Regions from separate parts of the Arachis hypogaea genome. Here region 1 is linked to region 2. Evidence: chromatin contacts called from public Hi-C data. All regions are on one chromosome and are shown on one strand. Each heading gives the region's core, a stretch centred on a gene start, on an enhancer-like site or on the middle of the called end of the contact. The rest is flanking DNA. Distances are from core to core; before and after follow the strand shown.

Region 1 (3,284 bases), core at 656-3,155, 67 kb before region 2:
TTTATTAATTATAATAATTAATAAATATTACATAAAATAAATTTAGATTTTTTTTTGTCTTTCTAATATTACCATAATAATATATCTTTGTGTTTTGTTTTTAATATATGAACACTACTTTTATAAGTAAACATCTAACCCAGTTTTTTCTTTTTTTTAAGGACAAATGATTTCTGTAAAAAAAAAAAAAGATATATTGGTCCTTAATAAAATTATTTTTTTAGATAATATGATTCTTCTATTAAAAAATTTATTAAATAATAATAAAAAATAATTATGTGAAAATTTTATTTATAATTTATAGAAATTTTAAATTTTTATAAACTATTAATAAATTTATTTTTAAAAAATTTCTTTATTAATGGTAGTTAAAGAAAAAAAACATTATAAAAAATAATATTACAAAAAAATAATTACAATACAAAAACATTTCAAAAAGAAAAAATAATGTTGCATAAAAAATGAGAAAAGAGAATAGTAGTGATGTTGGTGATGTTGATGGTGTTGTTATTAGTGTTGATGGTAGTAGATGAGATAATGATAATAACACGATATAATTTTACAATTGAAGTGGTTGAGATAGAAATTATAACGATGATGAAAAAGATGGTGATTGTAATGATAATAGTTGATTTTATTGTTGAAAATAATTTTATGAGATTTAAAATTTCATAAACTACAAATAAAACTCTCTACAACGTTGATTTTTATTTTTATTTAATAAATTTTTAATAAAGAATCGTATTATTATAAAATAATTTTGTTAGAAGCCAAAATATTTCACCTTTTTACATAAAAATCGCCTTATTGTTTAAAAAAATAAAAAAATATCAAATTAAATATTTACTGTTCATTAATAATGGTCTGATTGCTATTCGATGATTTTCAATTGATAAAATGTAAATAATCAAGGTTTTATTTTTTGATTATGCTATGTATATATCAAAATCAATCACCAAAATCAATCATCAGTATAATATACATATTAAAATATAAATACACATTAAAAATAAATTAAATTATAAATATATTTATACATAAATATATTAATAATTAACTTTAGTGATTAATTTTAGTGTATAAATAACCATTTTTTTTTTCTAGGGATACATGGACACTTCTCCCGTTGAATGTCTAAAAACAGAGAGTAAAACTATTATATATAAACTGAGTATTAAGAACTCCAAAAAGGAAGTTTCAAACTCAAAGAACAGCCGTAAAGCACGTTATAATATATGAAACGGTAACTAATTAATTATTAAAGCTTAAAAGGTCGTTCATGTCTTGTCTAAGCTAAAACTTCGTCAATCATTTCCATTCCTACAATTTTGAATGTAAAGCACGATGCCATCAAGATTTTTCACGAAAAAAAAAAGGGAATAGATATTAACTTAACTACAATAATTTCTTATGCAACTAGTTTATGTTAACTGAAAGAACGAATTAATAAGAAAGTAATAATACCTTTGGAAGAAAGAAAAAATCTCCATGAACATATACATCTCTCGGGTTTACTAACTCTAAACTTTGTGATGGATGGCTTTTTTATTTCCAAAATGCTAAACTGCATTATTTATAAGTGTCACATTTTAACGGTGAAATAATTCATGTATGTCCATCAAAGATAGGCTTTTTTATTCATATAAAAAGTTTCAATATTCCAGAAAAGAATTAAATTCTTGAAACTTATTTACTCTAATTTTGCATGCATACATATGGCAAGATTATTTTAATGGCATACAGCCCCCTCACACACACACACACACATATGGATTTGTTTAATAGCAATGCTTTTTTTTTAGGGAAAAAAAAAAGAAAAGAAAAAAAATTAAAGGGGATAGATGTTGTGAGGGTGATGACAAACGTTTTGCATAATAAAGTAACACGGTGGTTGATGTATGAACTGGAAATTGGACTTAAGTGGCGCATGAAACAACTGATGATGATGATGGATGACCAAAATTGTCAAATTGATATCAGTTTAATGTTTTAAATTGACAAAAAAAAAAAAAAAAAAAAGAAGAAGAAAACACTTTTGACTTTATTTTGGGGGGACTCAAGTGAAGTGCAGAGGCAAAAGAGGTGTGTTCTAAACCAACCGTTAGAAAAGAAAGCACGTTATTCGTTCTATTATTAGATCCCACCCCAATACTCTTTTTCCCTTTTAACTGTAATTTGTGTTTATGTGTTCACATTTCAGAGAGCAAGTGATCGATCTCCTTCCATGGACCCCGCCGCCTCCCTTTTTCTTTTTCTGCTTTATCCATAAACGGACACATTAAAACAATGATAATATTTGTTATCGATAGTTAAAAATCGTTAAATAATAATTTAATTAAATATATTAAATCATTTAACAGTCTCAACTAACAATTTTATATAAAGATAACAGGAGTGAGTTTTCATTTATCTTTGATGATAGCTAACTAGAGTTAATTCACCTACACTAATCACAGTTCCTAGGAGTTGTTGGGTTTAGTTTTACCTTTCAAGAGATGAAGAGAATATTGAACATAAAACAAGAATGAAAAATAAAAAAAAGTCAGACATTGCAAGAGCAATTAATTGGAACACAACAAATAGATATTACATAATCAAATTAAATGAATCATGGGACTGCGAGGCAGATCAGAACATGAAAGGGAAATCTGAGGAAGCTGTTATTATCGAAGTTCCGTTTTGTATGTGGTACCACAATTTCTTTAATTTGTTGCAACTTTAAAGTGCAGCTTTTTATTCATTTGACCACCCCCTATTCAATGCTCTACACTCTTCACCCTCCGATCCTCCATTTCTTAATCCTTCTTCATTGCTTCTCCGTGCGCTTCTTCTTTCCACCCTGACACACCCACCATTTTCTTCCCATTGTCCACTAGTACTAGTACTCTTACACTTTTACTCTTAATAATAATTAGAAAACATAGTGACGACAAACATGTTCATTTACTAATGAACAAAAAAGGCATAATTGGGCTTAATAAGCTTCCACGTTAACCCACTTCTTAATGAACTACAAAAAGCTCGAGTCAATGGGTATTTGGACTGATAATCGAGCCCAAATGGTTATACATGTAAGCCCAAATTGTTATATGGATTCACTCCAAACTAATTAGTAATTACCGGAGATTAATAGTTTCTTACGCCATCAATATTAATATAATTAATTAAATTGAAATAGTTAAATTATTATAAATTACCGAATATATAGGTTTAGTTTTATTCTATAAAGTTGTATTTTATATGACATAATAAAATATATATATATATATAATTCAATAATTAAA
Region 2 (3,298 bases), core at 566-3,065:
AATAACAGGAAAGTCTCAAACATATTACTTTTTCTTTTATGCACATGTAAGATTTTGTTACTTGAATGGGAAGAAATGGATGGTCACTCTCATTTGACTATTCTATTGCTGAAGTGTTTCTACAACAAGGAGTGTCTTAAAGGGGGAATGAATCTCACATGGTTGATTTAGACCTTTGATGCTGAATTAGTGAATTGCAGGGGACTACAGTGGCTAACTAGCTTTCTTTTTTGGTATTGATAGTGGCTAAGGAGTGCAGAACAAAGCTTTCCACTCTTCTTGCTATGGACTTAACCCTGCATTCAGTGCTGATCACCTGATAAAGTTGAAGTTGGTGAAGGAAATTTCATTAATGAGTGAGGTTTTCAAGGAGGCCATAGTCAACATTGAAGTGGAAGAGAATTTCTTAGCAGAACTTGAGGCAAAGAAGCTTAAGGTTTCTTGTCTCAAAAAAGATCACAGAGAACATAAGGAGGACAAAGTAGCTCAGACACACAATCAATGGATGATCAAATCATGCAACTTCAGTTAAAAAGAAGAGAGATTTGTCGTGCCCTTGAAACCATCCATCATTAGAAAAGTGGAGCTGAAATCTGCTAAAGCAATGATTGCAAACTCAATTCCAGCAATTGTTCAACATGGGAGAGGTTGAAAGCCAAATGTTCCAAGCGTGTAGCTGCGATACAAGAAAGATTCATCAGTTTATAAAGGGGTTAACATTTTATCATACTCTTCTAGAGGTTCCCATCCCGATGACTGCTATAGTTGATATATGTAAAAGAATATGCAAGAGTGGTTACTTTGTTATCTATATCTTTTATGGATTAAGTTCTTTCCCTGCATAAATTACAGCTACAAAATACTAAAAGTAACACAGATAATCTTCCAAATTCAATGTAAGAATGACTCTAGAGTCAATCAAAAAATTCTGGAATCATTTGCTCAAATAAACATATATCATATTGACGTCATAAAACGAAAGAATATATTACATAATATAAGTAAGTTAAATTTAAATTTTTTCTTAATTTCTTCTGTTGCTTTTGTGCATTTTCTAATTGTCTACCCTGACACACAATTACACAAATGAATAGAGAGCATAAGATATGTATTTAATAAAGCAGTACTTGTGTTGTGACTTGTGATTGAGGTTTTTTCCTTTTCTACCTACAGATATGGTTTGGTTTTTTCTCTTATTGGTAATTTTTGTCCTGTCAATGGTAACAAACTCTGCATGAGTGGCAAACAAATTTTGCATTGAATTTTTAAAAAAACCTTTAATCGTGTATTGTGGGTGAGGAAAAAATAGCACTAATATGTTCATATTTTTTGTATTTAGATTATTAGTTAAAAGATATAAAATAAAATACTCCTTTTTTTCAATTAAAAAACTCAAATCCACTTTGTCCAATTTTCTTGAGAATTAGAATTAGAACCCTCATTAGAATTAAATTTTTTTTCTTGCTTTAAAACACAAAAATACATCAATTTTACAATTTAAACTCTTTTGAGAATTTTAATTCTCATTTTCAAGTCAAAAAATAAATCAAACCAAAATATGTCTTATTTGCAAATCTAATCTAATAAAATTTGAATTTAAAATTAAAATATCTAAATTAACCTTAACATAATTTAATTTTTTAAATATACTCATTTCTCTTTTTCATCAAGGATAACATAGTAATAAATATTACATATACTTCAACTATTTTTTTTCATTTAATTCTTTTTATTCCAAATTTAAGATTCTTTCAGGAATTTAATTCAACTTCATCCCATTAAAAAGTTTCCAAACACACTTACTGCTTTTGTTTGCCATGAGTTTTGCAATTAGTTTCGAGTTTTGACCTTGGCAGCACCATTTTCCGTATGTTACTGTTAAGATTTGGAAAGAAAACCCTATTTTAATTTTGTACTTTGCACTCTCACTCATCTCATTCTCAACTAACAAGTAACAAACGCTTTTATTAATTAATACTCCAAATTACTAACTTTATCCGTTTACTGAATCATATTCCTTTAATAGAATTCTCAGCTGACTGAAACCATAAACCCTAACGAGCAAGAAAGAGGGTAAGATGAATGAGAATGGAAAAGCAGAGAATGGTTCTTTCAACAATCGGCCGGTGGCGCCAGAAGAATCCGGTGAAGGCGCGCCATATGCGCCAGAGAACTGGCCGCAGAAAGGGGACAACTGGGGATGGAGGACCGGGAGGAGGATCACGCCCGCCGGATACTTTCAGGATCGCTACCTGTATTTGCCGGAACGTCTCAACAACCATTCAGGATCCGCCCGCAAGCAGCACATCTTCGCCAGCAAGCTTGCCGTTGAGCGATACCTCAAAGCTAATTTCCCCGAAGCTGATCTCGGTGCCTTCTTCTCTTCCTTCACCTGGAGAATCCCTGCCGTTCCTTATCCTTCAACAAACGGTCTCTTCTTCCTTTCTCCTGCTCACTTTTTCTCGTTTTTTATATATTGCTTTGCATTTTATTGAGTTCATGCACGAAGACTCTAGTGGATCAAGTTTTGTGATTCTGCAATATTAACATGTATGTGTAAAGGTGAACGGGATTCAGATCTTTGCTGAATTATCTTCCTCACATTTAACTGATGATTCTTAATTTGAACGAAGAAAGGATGTAAGATTGCAAAAACTAAATAACAAAGATGGATTTCTTCATCCTTATTAGGTGGATTATCTTTTTCATGTGATGAATGGTGTTCTATTTTTGCTACATCATTGGAACATTGTGTGTGATAAACTGATTGGTAATCCCCAGAATTATACAAAATCTATTGGATTCCATTTCCTCTTAGTTATGAAATGATGCTTTTCTTTTTTCTTTTCTATTTCTTACCTTTGGCACTGGCGCCAGTTAAAAAGTTTATACTGTGAATTACTATGTTTTTCTCCTGATGTTCTACATTGTAGGCAATATGTTGCCTATAGCTGCTGTGCCTCTTAAGCAGATCCCAGCTGAACAGTCAGATTCTGATACTGAAGCTGTTAGATGTAAGGCTGGGAATAAGAAGTGTGCTAGCCTAATATTGGAAGAAGTAGAAAAATATTCGCCAGCCATGTCGTGCGATATTTGCTGTTCTGAACCTGGTTTTTGCCGTGATTGTTGCTGCATTCTTTGTAGCAAAATGGTTAGTTCGGCTTATGGTGGATATAGTTTCATCAAGTGCCAAGCAAAGAACGACGAGGCTGTCTGTGGTCATGTTGCTCACATGGAATGTGCTCTTCGAGCACGCTTGGCTGGCACTGTTGGAAGAAGTATTGGGTTAGATGCAGAG

The links. Hi-C and Micro-C count contacts between places; a contact is called where the count stands out from the background.
Region 1: a Hi-C map of leaf shows a contact between it and region 2, with 2.7 times the contacts expected there. The contact joins the enhancer-like site here to the promoter of LOC112749868 in region 2. A contact is called at or near these places in 2 of 8 Hi-C or Micro-C datasets (both in leaf).

Annotation. Positions count from the first base shown.
Region 1 is chr15:19,945,957-19,949,240 of arahy.Tifrunner.gnm2.J5K5, reverse strand. No RefSeq gene overlaps it. Among protein-coding and RNA genes, the nearest start is that of LOC112749875, 7.7 kb to the right of the region's middle. Within about 2 kb of position 1,905, at least 1 of the 3 cell types and tissues checked has open chromatin away from gene starts, as enhancers often do.
Region 2 is chr15:19,878,935-19,882,232 of arahy.Tifrunner.gnm2.J5K5, reverse strand. It overlaps LOC112749868, which reads left to right and starts at 1,815. Exons shown (of 4, transcript XM_025798289.3): 1 at 1,815-2,430; 2 at 2,934-3,298. The coding sequence starts at 2,079. It also overlaps LOC112749869.